Linked DNA regions of Capsicum annuum: region 1 is linked to region 2. Evidence: chromatin contacts called from public Hi-C data. All regions are on one chromosome and are shown on one strand. The core of a region is the stretch at or near the end of the contact, and the rest is flanking DNA. Distances in the headings are between cores, read along the strand shown.

The links. Hi-C and Micro-C count contacts between places; a contact is called where the count stands out from the background.
Region 1: a contact with region 2 is called in a Hi-C map of leaf, with 1.7 times the contacts expected there. The contact joins the enhancer-like site here to the promoter of LOC107847663 in region 2. A contact is called at or near these places in 2 of 5 Hi-C or Micro-C datasets (leaf and placenta).

What each region holds. Positions count from the first base shown.
Region 1 is chr11:85,753,297-85,755,996 of UCD10Xv1.1, reverse strand. It overlaps the pseudogene LOC107846343. Among protein-coding and RNA genes, the nearest start is that of LOC124888472, 44 kb to the right of the region's middle. Within about 2 kb of position 1,341, at least 4 of the 5 cell types and tissues checked have an H3K27ac peak or open chromatin away from gene starts, as enhancers often do. A contact at or near this core is called in leaf, where this site is marked.
Region 2 is chr11:85,683,855-85,686,554 of UCD10Xv1.1, reverse strand. It overlaps LOC107847663 (proteasome subunit beta type-7-A), which reads right to left and starts at 1,371. Exons shown (of 9, transcript XM_016692054.2): 1 at 1,170-1,371; 2 at 934-1,080. The coding sequence starts at 1,062.

The DNA.
Region 1 (2,700 bases), core at 92-2,591, 69 kb before region 2:
TACGTAATACAATTATGTACATGGCTCTGTTAGACAAGCTGAGGTATGTTTATTTCAACCTATATACATAGCATTGTGATGTATATGACAGACTATTAGGGATGAATATTAAGCATTCTTTTATCTTTTCAAGTTTTGGAAAAAATTGTTTAAGATTTTTGCATATTAAACTAATATTGGTTTGCAATGTATATTATTACAGAGAGTGCAATTCTGATGTAATTGTCGAATTCAATCGAGTTTCCTTAATCTCTAATTTTGATCGTTGAAATAGATTTGGTGTTTCAAAATTGAAAAGTTGTTACTGAATTTAAGGGATCCATTAATCATAATTCCATAAATATAACGTTAATATTTTAGTTTTTTTTTTTGCTATAAATTTTTTGACTAGAAAAATTCAGATTTTTTATTGTTTAAAAGTAATAATTAAGTACAATTTTATAAAAGCGGTATAACTCCAATAAATCTAAGTGCAGTTCTTGGTGTAACTATATATGATATGTGTATAGAAATTGTATAGTTATATCAAATATGTATATGTATAAAATATGTGTGTGCATAAAAATTATAGTTGTTGTATAAAATTCGTATTCAAATAATAATTGCCACCAAAGGCTGTATAGAATGTGTATAATAATTATTTAACTGTTGTATAAAATGTGGAAGAAAACTGTATAATTATTGTATAGAATGTGTATTAAACTGTATAATTGTTCATAGAATATATTTTTTAATATACGATATGTATACATAATGTATAATGTTGTATAGAATGTGTATCTAAATAATTGTTGCAACATTGTATAGGATGTGTTAAAAGTTTTATAATTGTTGAATAGAATATGTATATGTATAGGATGTATACAAAAATTATATAATTATTGTATAGAATATGTATACATATAAGATGTGTATAAAAAATGTATAACAATTGTAGAAAATATATATCAAAATAATTATCTATAAATGTACATTGTTTATATATTGATTATATATTTATTACACAGGAATTATATATAAAATAGAAGTGAAGAGTTAGAGGAAAAAACTACAAAATCGCATTTGATTGTTAAAAAAAAATTAAAAGAGTATATTTATTCATTTTATAAAAATAAAGCAGTAAAAAAAATAGCGAAAAAAAATAAAATAAAAAAGAAGGAGGAAGAAGTAGGAGCAAAAAGGCCTAAATGGCTGTATAGTGAAAATACAAAAATAGTGGTCACTCGGTTGGTAATTGCTTTGGCGGAATGGCTTTTTGTGTCCATTCCCCCTATATAGAATGCCACAAAATTTCCGAACGAAATTGCCCTCGATGGGCGTAGTACAAAATATCATCTAACTGACCTTGACGCGTCGCGACTCGTGCTGGGCCTAAGCAGTTAGCCAGTGATTCCATTTTCTCAGAAGCTTGACACCCAACTCAGCAGGAAGGCAGACGTGATGAGGTTCGTGTAACGCTAGGCCAAAATATGTTGTTTCATCTATTTTCCTTCATTCTCTTTGTGTGCCTTCAATTCTTGACCCCTAAGCTCGATCACGAATGAATTCTTGGACTTTTAATTATTTTATTTCAAAGTTTCACGATCATTTCACAATCTGCTCATTTTTATTCCGCTTTGATTCAATACATCAAACACCATACTACGCAGAAAGTAACATAATTTATATTTTAAAGACGATAAGAAGTGCTAAAATGTAAAGCGAATAATGGTTAAAAATATACTTTTTGGTGTTCAACATTTTTAATTATAAAGGTCATGGGGAAGATCATGAGGAAGGTTACAGAATTGTGAGAATTACTATCTACTTCAAGAAAAAAAGTAATTGAAGTTAATCTCTATATTGGACATCCACATACAATATATTTTATAATACTATTTAATTAATTTGAAAGGGATATTTTTGATTGATTTTTCAATCTTTTTTATCTTAGCTGTATATAAATAGTTATCTCCCCATAGGCAAATTGCCTCAAGAGTCCTAAACAATAAAAAGACTTCTTCACAAGACTAAATATGTGGAAATCACCATCATTATCCTCTTCCCTTAGCATCTCTTTCTTCAGCATTCATCTATGTATACTTCCTTTGATCATCAACCAACATTTTGTTGTAGTTTCATCACAACCACTTTACATAAATTCAAGATGGATTGTGAATTCAATAAGGCAAAGAGTAAACTAGCATGTATAAATTGGGTGTCACATATGGATGTTATGTTAGCAAAAGGGTTAAATCAACAACCAGTGGATGCAATTTCAAAAGTAATTATCAACATGGGCTTTAATTGTGTTAGACTTAGGATTCATTTGTTTATTTTAAGATTTAGACGTCTGAATCTGAATGCACATCTGAATGATTAAGATGTTGTCTCTAGATCTAAAAATTGAATGATTAAGACCATTTGTTTTTCAACATTTGAATGAGCAAAAAAAAATTATTTGTATCTATAATAAAATAAAAAAATTCAATTCAAGTAAAAAACTAATTATATATCAGAAAAGTATGTAATTTAATACAACAAAATTATTATTTGATTGAAAAAAATATTTATGTTTGTTAGTGATAGTGGAGATAGTTTATAATGGTGGTTGTGGTGACAATGATTGATCTTAGTGATTAGTAATGTTGGTGGTGATAATTGTGATAGTTGGTATTGTGGTGACTGTTATGATGTTGACGGTTGATAGTGGTGGTTGTG
Region 2 (2,700 bases), core at 122-2,621:
CCCTCCCATACAATCTTAGTGTGGCCACTCATGTTGACCTTTACTCGAGCTATTAATAAGGGATCTGGGCAAATCTTCTTATAGGAACGGAGCATGTAAAGATGTTTAATAGTTATTTCCAATGCGTAAAAGAAAGTAGATCTCAAAAGCAAATCTTTTGTGGGACATCGTATCTCAGAATCAATCTAAAGATAAATAAATGTAGATAAAAGAGCAATAACTTTATAAACAACACCAAGTAGGAATATAGCTGGCCTGGAATTACATAGAGTACAGTAATGATCATCCTAGTCCTTACATCAGTATGGTTTGAACAATTTGGATTCTTATGTTGATTAGCGTGCCAGGCGAAACTCAACTATGTTTATTATGTTGACATGAATTAGCTTACGTCCAGTGTTGTAGTTTGGGAGGACTATAGATAATGAATGATCCCTTAATGGTATATATCCCATACTTCGCTTGGTGAGAGGCTAAAATCACCTCCCTGCCAATCACGCTAGTAGGGGATACTATTAGAAGAGTTACATTGCATTTACAACTTAATTAATGCAGATAGAACTCCATGTTTCTAAGCGGAAGAAAGAGGGGGAAGGAGTAAAAGAAGAAAAGAAAGAAAACACAAGTTATAAATGCATATAATCCATGTATACTAAGCAAAAAAGAAGATCCATGTATACTAAGCAAAAAAAGAAGTTTCTCCTATCTCCTCCTCAAGACAGAACCTTCAAGCACGAGGCAATATTATCTACCCTCAGTGGATATTCTAATATTCATCTTCTTTCTCTGAGGAAAGGGATTTCTAATACAAAGGACAAGTTTGGCAATACGATTACCTACTAACCTCACTTCTCATATTAAAGATCCCATTAACATATCAACGGATCTACTGAGAAACGACGGTCGATAGACACTCAGATGAATTTGCAATACCTGAAAAATTAAGCCGACAATGGTAGTACCAGTCTTGAGAAAAGAAGGAGAACGAAGTCCTTTACTCACCAACATCTCATTCCTTCTACACAAATCAAAACTAAACCCACCTTTTTGTGGAACTTCCATTTTACCTTCAAATTAGACCTACCCACAGATACCAAAAATTAAAAGATTAGAGCAGAACAGTGAATTGTTAAGAAGCATTAAATTGAACTTGTAAGCAGACACTTTACCTGTTTGCAGATGAGTGATGCTGAAAATCAAAGTTGGGAATCGGGAGAGAGAGAATAGCCAAAACTTGAAGAATAAGAAATACTTAAGAGATGGATGGTGAAATTACAGTGTCATTTTGCTATTAATAGCTTCGCTTGGGCTGCTTCTGCTTAGGCCCAACAACTATTCGCTTTTCAGATATATAAAAGGGCAAATCACATAAATATACCATCTAAGAGTCACTACTATAAAATATATCAATAGTTTCAACTTTTCAAAATATACCAATAGAAAATTAACAAACCTTATTCAGTCTTGTGTTGGAGACTCAAGGGTTCCCCGATGTTGTGAATCACCAAAATTTCCCATCGGCAATTGCGACTTCGAACAAATCCTACTTTCACAAAATGTTGTTTACGTTCTCAATTGAGATATACTAAAATGTCTTTTGCATAATTTGATACTTCTGTCAAGGTTATAAATAAAACACGTTATTCTGATTTCAATTAGTTACACGAATTTCTATATATTTCAGACATCATAAAATTATTGATACATGTATTTTTATACATTTTAGACACCATAAAATTATTGATAACCAATTTCTATATATTTCAGACACCATAAAATTATAATTATTATTGATAAACCAATTTCAATTTATAGATAGTTCAAACATTTTAAAATTGCTATTATTGATACACTAATTTCTAACTATTTCATACACCATAATTATTGATAGAGAAAATACTCAGGAAAATACTTGAACTTTGACCGGATTTTTAGTTGAACATATTGAACTTTGTGGGGGTCCTATTATCCCTTACACTTTTTTTTTTATATTTTAATGGCATATATCTACCCACTTTGACAAGTGCGTGTAATCACGTCCTTTGAGCGAGTGAGAATGATTTAAAAACGTTATAAAACTTTTTTTTGGTCACATAACCCCTCAATTTTCTGATTTTTAATAATTTTATGTTTTTTATTTATTTTTTCATTTGCTTTCTCTTCTCTCTTCTTTCTTTCTTCTCTCCAACAATGGAGTTTTCAACAAAACATCATGGTTGCTCCATTGTTGAATTGAAATTGAACACAATTTTATCACACACATACACACCCAAATGGGTCATCTTTAGCACACCCAATTCAATTACATCAATTTGATTCAATTTCAACACACATACACACCAAATGGGTCATCTTCAGTTTCATCAAAATGACAAATTTAACCCACCATTGCCACCACCAACCAATCGCCATTGCCGCCGGCAACCACCACCACCTCAGCCACCAACTAAGGGGGGAAAAGAAAAAATTCAAACCTGTATCTGGTCAGAGCCAAGCTTGTGACAAGAAATTTTTTGTCATATCTGTTGGTCTCGCTGTTACGGTTGCTCTGGAAAAGATGACTATGTACCTTTTCTTTACTGGTTATCATACCAATTAGCAAAATCTGCAGTTCTTTTAAGAAAGTTTCTGATTTGAATAAAATTATTGAAGAAAGTTTTCAATTTGAATTTGAAATTGGGGAAAAGATTTTCTTAAAAA